Linked DNA regions of Ovis aries: region 1 is linked to region 2. Evidence: chromatin contacts called from public Hi-C data. All regions are on one chromosome and are shown on one strand. The core of a region is the stretch at or near the end of the contact, and the rest is flanking DNA. Distances in the headings are between cores, read along the strand shown.

Region 1 (5,655 bases), core at 2,080-4,579, 310 kb after region 2:
GAGGAAATCAATGCCAAGTCTATTCACCAGCAAACACTTACTGAGCCCTGATGTGTCAGCAAGGAAACAGGCTGAGCTGCTATAACAAAGAGCTCCCAAGCACAATGACTCAAACAAAATAGAGTTTGTTTTTCTCTCGTATGACCATCTAAGGTAGAGGTCAATGCAGGGCGGTTCATCCAGGGACCCAGGTTCATTTGAGCTTGCCCAGCTTCTAGAGCAGAGATGCCCCAGTTTTCCTGGTCCACAGCTCCTGTACCATCTCAGGAATTTCTCACCACACCTATAGGTCAAAAGAAATAATCTATAATTTGTTTATTAATCAGTTAGTTTCAAATAATTTAATAATTATGTCTCTCAACAACTTAGTAGCGACTTGAAAAAATAATACAAATACATCAAAATAAGCAATAATATTTTAATTTCATTTTAAAACACCGCAGTTTCTTAATCATGGGCTATGTGAGCCTGTTGGGCACTGGATGATTTCTCAGACCCTGGACTCAGATTGGATACAAACATTGTCATTTCCTAATCCACATTAATTTTCACAAAGTCATGATCTGAAACCCAGCTTCACAAAGACACGAGGTCATAATCTAAAGTTGAGACACATGCTATCCTGAGCTAGAAATTTTATTCAATATCTGAGAGTGAGTGAAAGTGAGTGAAGTCGCTCAGTTGTGTCCAGCTCTTTGCGACTCCGTGGACTGTAGCCTGCCAGGCTCCTCTGTCTATGGGATTTTCCAGGCAAGAGTACTGGAGTGGGTTGCCATTTCCTTCTCCAGAAGATCTTCCCAACCCAGGGATCAAACCTGAGTCTCCCACATTGCAGGCAGATGCTTGACCGTCTGAGCCACCAGGGAAGTCTGAGAAGTTCACACACCTCCCTTAGAAATCCAGACTCTCCTGCGGCACCGCCACACATGCACTGGGGCACCAATTTGAGAACCACTGCCTTAGCGACTTGTCCTTGGCCCTCTGGCCGCATGAGTCACGCGCTGCACCTAGACACGGCTTCTCCTGGGGGGCAACATCCTCCAACCTCCCTGGCAATCGCTTCCAGACGCCTCACATTACACTTCATCCTAAGGGTCACACCAGGCGTGAGTGCCGATGAATTTCCCGGCACTGTCCTTGCTGCCGTTCCTCCACAGCAAAACTGACCCCGTTCACAAATCCACGGTGGCGATTTCTAGGGGTCTGCTTGCGCTCTAAAATGACCTGCATCCTCCAACCCTGTCCTCCTGTGTGGCACAGAGAAGACTGTCAGCTGGACTGAATTATAAGGGGAGAATGAGTCCTCTCTGCTTGGCAAGTGTTCCGTCCAAAACAGGAAACAATGTACACGGCGGGAATGGCAGGTTGTGGAGGAGAACCACTCTAATTAGAGCCAAATGTCTTGGAGAGACATCCCGGGCTCTCCTGGGGGAGATCGGAACCACTCGGCATCCCAAGAACTGCTTGGTGTTGGTGTGAGCAGTGCAGCCCCCAAGCAAGAGGGGGTAGGAGGGGGTGCAAGTCCAAGTCTTTGTTTGGCTGTGACTGAATTTGATTTCTGTTTCAATCCCCACCCGGCACTAGGTGATGGAAACAAAATTGCAGCCATTTCTGGGGTTCCTATGATATCACACTGAACAACATGAAATTACAGCTGTTTGATCATTTCTAAACAACAACAACAAAAATAACCGTGATTGTGTATGGTTCTAGTGTAATTCGGTTCCTGGGGCTGTTTCTACACTCCAGGGCTCACACGGTAACAGAGCATGTGGGGAACTGTGGGGACCATAGGCAGGGGTCGCCTGTTCCCTGGTCAGCGTGCACTCTGCTGGGGCCCTGAGAGGTCCTCGCTGTCCTAGGCTGTCCGTCCCTGGTCCATGCAGAGCTCCACCTCCTTGCTCTGTCTCCAAGGCTGCTGTGAGGTTTGTGGTCCCCCCATGCCCCTTGGGTACATGTGAAATATATGTGCCAAGCCGCCTTTCTCAGTGAGATGTATGAACACCCAGACTCTCCTGGACCCTAAGCCCTTCTCTTTGTTTTCCCCGATGGCTCAGAGGGTAAAGAATCTGCCTGCAAGAGATGCAGGTTCGATCCCTGGATCAGAAGAGGAGGAAATGGCAACCCATTCCAGTATACTTGCCTGGAGAATCCCATGGACAGAGGAGCCTGGGGGGCTCCAGACTACACTCCAGTCTTACTCATGGACAGAGGAGCCTGGGAGGCTCCAGGCTACACTCCAGTCTTACTTACAAAGAGTAAAACATGACTGAACAGAAGAAGCATGAGCAAGCCTCTCTCTTCCCCGATCTCTGCAATCTCAGTTATCCTTCCAAGCTTCTTGTTTCTGGCATAAACTTAGAGCTTTCATTCTTTGGTGCTCCAGTTCAGTTTCCTGCCAGGGATGGTGCCCACACCCGCTGCATGGAAGCATGGAGTGTTAACCACTGGACTGCCAGGAAGTCCCAGAGAGCTCTGCTTTTTAAGCTCCAACATCCCTAACGCCCTGGTGTGGGAGACAGAAAACGTCTGTGCCTACTTTTATTTCCGAGCATCCCTCCTCTGAGCCAGCAGGTGCCCCCAGGGCAGTCTGGGCAGGAGGATGTCCTCGGGGTGAAACAATCACAAAAGTTCCTATCGATGTATCTACCCTGCTGTGCAGCGGGGTGCCGAGCCCCTTCACGCCTTGCCTTATCCGGACGCACAGAAAAACCCCTGTCGGCGGGTCAGGAGAATGAGTGAGAGTCTTCCTTCTCACTCCCAAGCCGTGCATCCCTGGGCAAGTCACTCAAGCTCTCTCTGAACTTTCCTCAGGCCCTCGGAGTCAGAAAACCTACCGCCAACAGACCCAGAGCTCGTACTCTGTCAAAGATATCTACTCAGAGGGAAAATATTCTTTGCAGATTCTTTGAAAATGGAACTACTTCCTGGTGCATTAGGAGCTAACAAGACTGGAAGTAAATACACATGTGTAAATTATATCAAATGAAAATATAAACTTATATAAAATAAATATATGTGCGTACTCTGGCGCTGTTATCTTTGAAACCATCTGTTTACCCTTCTTTTCCCCCTCCTTCATCCCCACTGACCAGCCTGAATGAAAGCAGAAACGAAAGCAGAAACGAAGCCCGTTTGTGGCTGGACCCCTGCCTGTTTGGATTGCAGGTGTGGTGAGACGCCCGCTTTCCCGCTGGGCTGTATTCCTGTTTATTCCTGAACGCATGGTCTCTCCAATTGGCAACGACTTTCTCTTTGTTATGTTTACCTTCCTTTCGGAGGCCAGCCCAGACTCCTGGGCGGATTCATTTCCCATTGAATTACCAGAATAGGGCAAAATCTGATAGGACGGCCAGCGTGGAAGAAAGCCTGCTTCCCAGGCCCTCGCACGAGGGGCCCGTCCCCGCAGCAGCGTTAGCAGGCCGGGGGCTGAGGGCTGGAAGCGGACGTCCTGTCCCCCGCCCCAGCATTCTCCCCACCCCACCCCGGGGCCGAGGCATTGTCCTCCGAGCTCTCACGGCCCAGACTGGGGGGGCGGCCAGGGTGGTGAGGCTGGAAGGACCCCCTAACAGAAACAGCCCCTGCTTCCAGGCCAAATGCCCACCTGACAGTCCCCTTCTTAGGGCGCCTCTGCCCGCAGTCCTTTTAAAGAGGAAATACTCCAGGAATAGGCTGAAGCATGGAGCAGGTTTAAACCACGGGCTTCGCACACCCTACCTCTGCGGAGACAGGAAGCGCTGAGCTCTAGTAACCGAGCGTCCATAAGGGGCCCTGAGGTCACACAGCTTTGCCCAGGCCCAGCCTGAGATGGGGGAGGGAGGGATGGCCAGGACAGATGTTTCTCTGGGCCACAGAGCTGGTGCCTCACTAAAGGGCCGGCTTCAGGCTGACCTCTCGTCATGAATGTGCCCCTGTTTCTGACCTCAGTGTCCTAAGACCATGCACTTTCCAAAGATGTGAGTCTGGAGAAATCCCTTCACTTCCATCTAAACCTTTCTCCATCTCTAAAATGAAAGTGTTAAACCCATCCCCCCGAGAATTGTTTTGAAGGTGAAGTGAGATAAAATCTGCGTCTAACGGTTTTATGATTTGTAAAACATCATGTGAATAAAGAGTCTTTTCTGACTCATCTTAGAATCCTTTGGAAGAGATCTTAAATTCTTTACCTTCAGCCTCTCTGAAATCAGGAATGCTAGACACAAGGTCAACTACCCTCTGCTTGAATCCTTCGTGTGCTGGGAAACTCCCTACCTTTCTCTAACAAGAAACTCACTCCCACAAGCTTTCTGACCAAAGCTGGCTTTTTGTGAAGCCGCAGTCACCTCACAGACGTTCCAGAGTCATTGCAGGGCGATCACCGTGTAGATTCAGTGGCCATCTCCGTTCAGTTCAGTCGCTCAGTCGTGTCTGGCTCTTTGCGACCCCGTGGACTGCAGCACGCCAGGCCTCCCTGTCCATCACCAACTCCCGGAGCTTGCTCAAACTCATGCCCATTGAGTCAGTGATGCTGTCCAGCCATCTTATCCTCTGCCGTCCCCTTCTCCTCCCGATTCAGTGATCAGGCCCTTACAGATATGTGTCTCAGATTCTGAAGTGAATGGCTTTCATCTGCCTTTTAGAAGGTGAAGTGTGTGTGGTTTTGTTTTCATTACCAGAAATACGTTAAAATGGGCTTGGGGGCAGGGTGTAGAAAGATGGAAGGAAAAGGAAAATTCACAAGGTCCCAGGCAGTACACCCCCCGTCTGAACATGGAGTAAAAGGATTTGTCCCGAGATGCCCTCTCTCTGGTCACTTGGAGAGCCTGCCTGAGACACTTTGGTAGAAACCTGCGCCCGCTTCTCTTTAGCCAGGACAGTTCAATGACACTAAAATATCAGGGAGAGCCCTAACATGAATCACCGCTATAAGGTGCTGCCCAGGACACCAGTGTGTGTCCCCAAAGTCAAGAGCTTTGTTGAACTACAGTTTCAGCACAAAGGTAAAGCAGCTTTTTCTTCGGGATTTAGGATTTGGCAAGCATGTGAAATTAAGCACCACTTTGGGGAATTTTTATATAGGGAGACTAGGATTTTATGAGTGTTGGGGCTTACAGTTTAAATCTGTAATCACGGTGAACACGCCAAGGTCAGGCTACAGTCACGTGTGCCCGTGTGATCCGCAGAGGGAAACAGAGGCAGGAGAGAAGTTGGCAGACGGGGTTTTGCAAATAGCTATGCAACAGAATTTCAAAATCTCCTGTCTATGCTGCAGCGTGTCCTAGAAGGAATCAAAGAGAAGGCTTAGGAGAAATCTTAAGGGCATGGAATCACCAGGGAAAGGGGAGATATCACTGACCTTGAGCTTCACAGAGGCTAATGGGAATTCTGCAGAAGCTGTTGGTCACCAACCCAGTAGCCATGCCCTAGCCCTTGGTTAACAGATAGGGACTTACCTGGTGGTCCAGTGGTTATGACTTTGCCTTCCAATGCAGGGGGTGTGGGATCTAAGTTGATCCCTGGTTGGGGAGCTAAGATCCCATATGCCTTGTGACAAAAACACCAAAAGATAAAAAGAGCCAGCATTATAACAAATTCAGTAAAGACTTTAAAAATGGTCAATATTGAAAAACAAACCCAGGAAAACTGATTCTGTTCAGGAATGGAGCAGCAACAGGT
Region 2 (5,757 bases), core at 2,865-5,364:
CGAGGAGCGGGCGAGTGCGTGCTCACACCAGGCCGCGGTGCTGGCGGCTCAGCCACTGACGAGGTCCTGCAGGTGGCAGAGTGTGCGCTCTTGGCTCACCCAGTGATTAGCTTCCGCAAACCCGCCTCTTGTCCTCAGATTCCTGCTCATCAGGTCGCTCCGGCCTCAGTTGGAATCATTTCTCTGGGTCTTGGAGCCCTTATGTGTAAGGTGACACGCTATCCTTGGCAAGGACTGAATGTTCCTTCAGCCCTGGAACGCTCTCTGCCCCAATTGTTTTTGTCTCAGGTTGTCTCCAGGCCTAGCTGGGTCTCACTTTTTAAGCCAGCAAAAGAATGAATGGGCGTGGATGGGGGAAGGCAGCCGGGTTTCCCAGAGAAAGGCCCGTTTCCTGCAGAGACTTCTGTGGCAGCAGGAACCTCAAAATACCATCCACAGAACCTTTCAGTCAGTAGGATGGCGTTTCCTTGTAGGTGCTGACTCCGTCAAAGCATGAAAAATGTGTGCTACTGAGAGCTGGCTTGTTGTTTTGTTGAGCAGTAGAAGAGTTTTTTTTATGGGAAACTTCATTTCCTGCCATGTGTTTTAACTTAGGACGTTGCTGGTTGAGGTTTCAGTTGTGGAATCTTCTGGTTCATTGAGTATGAGAACAAGTACAAATGTTAAAATATATAGTTTCTCCATCACGTTTTCCCTTTTCACTAAAAGTAGAGAAAGAATAACATAACCAGAGCCATGATTGCAGATCTTAATTACATGAAATTGTTTTTAGAATAAAAGTGATATGGCCTTCAAAAAGATTTTGCTAGTATTTTTCACTCTGCGTCACCAGGAATCTGTTTATAGTGAACAGTATTTGTATTGAGAAAATAAAATGTTAAGAGGGAGACGTGTTTAAAAATCAGGGATTGTGCAAGGTAGTTTGCATTTTTGCCCAGATTATTTAGACTAATCGCCACAGGAATGTTGCCTTTTATAGTAATATAAGTAGGCAAAAAGCGTCTGGGGACGTTTTCATGAAGGCTATCCAAATGAAAAGTGGACCTTTCCAGTAGGAGGCGTAACTTCATTCCCTTCTTCATTGAATTCTTTATTTGGACTTTGGCAAACAAACTGTTGTTGATGGTATTTTAGATGGTCTGGCGTTTGCTGACTGAGCAAGCTTGTGTTTCAGCTCAGGTTCTCTGCGCCTCCACGCCACCCCCCACCCCTCCCGGCCCATGACATGAATGTCACTCCCCTGCCACCAGGTGACTCTTTAGGATGTGTTTAAAGCTTGCACTTACCTAGATTTTAATGAATCTGACAGAAGCCCTTTAAACTGTTACAGGTGAAATAATCGAGCTCTTGGCTGTTTTCACAGATTATTATACTGAAAGAAAATAATGAAAACAAATGTTTCTCTTTTGTAAACCTGTCCTACTGAAGAGTCCTGTCCCACTGAAAAGATCCCCGTCTTCCCCGCCCTCTCCTGTGTTTTGAATATGAACTAGGCCAGGCTTTCTTCAACGGTCTCCCACCTCCTTTCTTCTTTCTGTTTTGACCATAAAAAGCTCCTGAATTTCTACTAACCTTTGTTTCAGAAACCAGTTTTAGGTCACTTTGAGTTAGAGTTTTGCTCCATTCTACAAATATTTACTGACTCTTGACTGTGCATTTAGCCCTGAGCTCAAGGTTGGGAGTTGATCTAGATATCGGTTCTGTCCCCTCCTACCTGCCGGAGGCTTGTGGTCTGTGTGTGGAAAAGATATGTTTATGAATATTTCCATTTACATAAAACGTGCTAAGTGGGATAGACAGGTGGAAACGACAGAAGTTCAGGCGAGAAGAGTGGGATTCCTGGCTCAGGGTGGTGGTGGGTGAGCCGGGGGAGAAGGCTTGAGGGGAGCTCATGGAGCGGGCTCCAGGATGAGCCAGGCTGTGTGTGCCTGTGCCCAATGTGGGTTTGACATGCTGAGTCCCGGGTGGACCCAGAACGGAAGCCCCAGCTGCGGGAGGCGGCTGCTTTGGCAGGGCCCCTGAGTGAGGCACAGCCTTCTCCACCTCAGCCCCGCTGGGGCCAGGCCCTGGGCTCCAGAAGGGTTGTGGAAGGAAGGAGCGTGGTGGGTTTAGTCGTGCTTGTCGGTGACTTTGCCTTTGGGACAGAGCTCTCAGGCGGCCAAGGGCTGGGCAGACCTGGGCATGACTCTGGGCTCAGCCATGCCCAAGTGCTCGTGAGCACATCACCGACCCTTTCTGTTTGCTCTTCTGCAGAATGGAGGGTAATAGTCCTGTCTCTTGGGGTGGAATGTGGTTGTCCGTATTAGCTGCGTGAATTAATGTGCATTAAGTGTCTGCCTCAGAACCCGGAGTGCTCCTGCGCTGGGTGCCCCTCAGGTGCTGGCTGTCATCACGGAGAGTGCAGCTGTGAGCTGGCAGTTGGCAGAAAAGGAAAGCCGCGTCGGGGTGAAGGGACAGTAGCTTTGGGAGTGCTTGAGGGCCTTGGCCCGGGGGCGGAGAGTGAGCAGGGGTGAGGCTCCTGGTCAGGAGTGGGAGGAGGAGCAGAGAAGGGTCAGGGGGATGAGGTCAGGGAGGCAGGGGGGCGGGGGAGTTCTGTGTCCCATGTGCCAGGCAAGGAGGAGGCCTCGGGACGTGCAGAGGAAGTCGGAAGTGTCCGATTCAGAGCGATCAGGGAGGCTGAGAACTGAGGCGGGGCGTTGAGTGTGGTTGTCGGAGAAGATGCCCCCCAGCCCTGGGGGAGGTCACAGGAGGGCAGCAGCCAGGTGGCCGTGGGCACCGAGAGTGTCGGGGAGCAGGGACGGTTTTGTTGGATAGAAGAGTGTCAGTAGATTCTGGGTTAAAGGCTGGGTTTCCAAAATAAAGACAGTATGGCTTTTAAGTTGATTCTAAGCAAAATAACGTGGAGACTGTGGTTCCAAGGCCACCGGGCTGCCCATGAGAACCGCCGCCTGGCGTTGGGTGCTCGGCCTTCAAGGCCCTGTGTGGCGGCAGCAATGGTGTGACCTGTGCAGTGGTGCATGGATCGAGTATAAGATTGCCCTGTAATGGCAGATACACACTGGTGGACTCGTTACCATTAATGTAGTAAGCTACAGTCGACGCTTACTGAGCACTTCCTCAGGGGCAGCAGTGCTGCTCACACAGGCTTTGCGTGAGGCGCCCCTCCCGCCAGCTCTGTGAGGGGCGAACACTGTTCTTGTCACCGAGCTGAGGGGCCGGGCTCACACGTGTGCCCAGGCTCACACGGCTGGCCCATGGTGGAGCCAGGCTGCGGCAGCTGCACTGTGGCTGTGGGGCCCTGGCTGCAAACAGCCATCCTCTGCTGCTTCCTTTTGTCGGCTGAGTTGTTGAGGAGGGACCGCTAGCATCGGGCATCGTGTCTGATGAGTTGGAGGATCTGGGGCACAGGCTGGACGTGAGGGAAGGCTGGTGGGAGCTGAGTGAGGCGGCCTTTCAGGCAGGGTGAGTGGGGCTGGGATCACAGAGGCGCAGGCAGAGGCTCCGCAGGGCAGAGCCAACCTGACTTGCTCTCAGGGACAGGAGAGAGGGCTGGTCAGAACGCTGAGAAAGGTCCTCAGTGGCGGGGGTTTTACAGGAGCACGAGAAAGCCAGCACCTTTTCAGAGGTGCTTTGCGGTCGGGGAGACCACCAGCATCTGGAGAACTTTCCTGTGGAATTTTAGGAGTTGTCTCCCACTGCTCGTTTGACTAGACTTGGTCCTACTGGAGAAAAGGGGCTGGATGAGGTCACATTCGTTGGAAGGACTGATGTTGAAGCTGAAACTCCAGTCAGTACTTTGGCCACCTGATGCGAAGAACTGACTCATTGGAAAAGACCCCGATGCTGGGAAAGATTGAAGACGGGAGGAGAAGGGGACGACAGGGTGAGATGGTTGGATGGCATCACCAACTCGACGGACATGAGTTTGGGTGGACTCTGGGAGTTGGTGATGGACAGGGAGGGCTGGCGTGCTGTGGTCCATGGGGTTGCAGAGTCGAACATGTTGGAGCAACTGAACTGAAACTCCCATTAGGAAGGGAGGCCCCCTGACCTTGACCGAGCCCAGGGGCGCCCCCTGGTGGAGCTGAAAAGGTAACACAGGCAGAAAGGCTGTATTTGAACGCCTGCTGCTGGTGGGATTTGCTGCCAGAAGTGGAGCCCAGAGCGGTAGGAGGCGGGGAGTCTTACTGTCTTCTCTCTGCTGTTGTGAAGAAGTCCCAGCTCTGGGCGGAGGAAGCAACAAGGAACGGCGGAAGTAGAACCACGCGGAGCGAATGTGGGGCGTGGGTGACACTGAACTGAGGAGAGCCTGACTCAGGCCTTCTTAGGATTTTCTGAAAATCAGACACGTCAGTTAAAACAGTGCTTCTCTGGCGACCTGTAGCAAAAGGCTGTTTTCGTTGCTGTTTGAAGGTTGTGAACTGTTTATATCTTGTAAAATACAATAAAAATGAACTGGAAAAGATAAATGAAGGAAACAGAGACACAGGGAGCACACACCCAATTTGTTGTCTGTTGTCAGAGTCAACAGAGACACAGTTTACTCTTTGAAATTGCTAAACACAAAGTTTCTAAGTGTTTGCTTTTCATTTCTGAAATCAGCGTGACTTGGACTTAGGCAGGCTTAGGACAAACACAGGCTTGCGGCTGACCATGGCTCTCATTAGCGTGCTTGCTCCAGAGCAGTCAGGCTGCAGGCAGGGCCCACGGGGCTGGCGGGGGGGGCGGGGGGGCTCTTTCCAGAGCGCCCAGCCCGGTGCTGGCACACGCTGCACACTCAGCAAATATGCGCTTGTTAAACAGTCCCCTCAAGAGAGTTTCTATACGCAGAATAAAATTCAATGAGTATGATAGCAAGTCTCCCCAAATAATTGAAGTTTGTTCATCTGGTGGTAGGCAGAATTCTGAAGCAAAGTATGCTTTACCTTGTTTTACAATTTTTGAAAACCACATCTTTGTGGAGTAAAAAAAAAATAATGCAGTTACTAGAAAGCCAGTTTGTTTCCGAGTTGAGCACCCCTATGGACATGAGTCTGAGTGAACTCCGGGAGTTGGTGATGGACAGGGAGGCCTGGTGTGCTGCGATTCATGGGGTCGCAAAGAGTCGGACACGACTGAGTGACTGAACTGAGCTGAGCTGAACGGAACCTCAGGCAGCATCATCTTTTGGTTCCAGGTCGTTTCGGCAGCCAAGGTGTGTGGAGTAGCCAGCGAGTCCCCGTCGGTGAAGAGGCTCCGCCTGCTCATCGCGGATAAAGACTTTTCTTTTAAGGCCGGCCAGTGGTAAGTGGCTCTTCTGTTTTTTTAGCATGTGTGGTCAAGGTGCCATCAGACACCAGAGCTGCTTTTTCCTTCTTGGAAGTACTTCTGTGACTGCTGTTTCTCCCGGGGAAGAGGAATTCTAGGGTGTCTCCCTTTAGCCTGAGCCTCTTCCTGGCATGGAGAACCTGACTCCTTTCCTAGCCTCAGGGCCCACCTTGGTTCTGAGCCCCGGAGCCTCTCAGCTGTAGATGAACGTTGCTGCCTTGAGTTTCCAGAGGGAGGCAGAGCGGTGAGTCGTAGTCCGGACCCGACAACTCTGACAGCTGGTTCTGCTCCGCAGGCCTGGCTGCCGATAGAGTGCACTGCAGTCGTCTTCTCTGCCTCCCTTACGTGTTGCTGGGGGTGGATACATTTCTAAAAAATCAGCCTTTATGTCAAACGCCTAGTAAACGCAGAAGTCTGAAACTGGTTATGGCAACCAGTCTTGTCGCAGAG

Evidence for each region. A called contact is a pair of places that touch in the nucleus more often than the background predicts.
Region 1: a contact with region 2 is called in a Hi-C map of liver, with 5 times the contacts expected there. The contact joins two enhancer-like sites. A contact is called at or near these places in 8 of 16 Hi-C or Micro-C datasets (blood, hypothalamus, liver and 3 more).

What each region holds. Positions count from the first base shown.
Region 1 is chr1:274,626,657-274,632,311 of ARS-UI_Ramb_v3.0, forward strand. No RefSeq gene overlaps it. Among named protein-coding and RNA genes, the nearest start is that of RFTN1, 41 kb to the left of the region's middle. Within about 2 kb of position 3,330, at least 5 of the 54 cell types and tissues checked have an H3K27ac peak or open chromatin away from gene starts, as enhancers often do. A contact at or near this core is called in liver, where this site is marked.
Region 2 is chr1:274,315,732-274,321,488 of ARS-UI_Ramb_v3.0, forward strand. It overlaps OXNAD1 (oxidoreductase NAD binding domain containing 1), which reads left to right. Exons shown (of 9, transcript XM_042238727.1): 5 at 5,177-5,283. Among named protein-coding and RNA genes, the nearest start is that of OXNAD1, 23 kb to the left of the region's middle. Within about 2 kb of position 4,115, at least 4 of the 54 cell types and tissues checked have an H3K27ac peak or open chromatin away from gene starts, as enhancers often do. A contact at or near this core is called in liver, where this site is marked.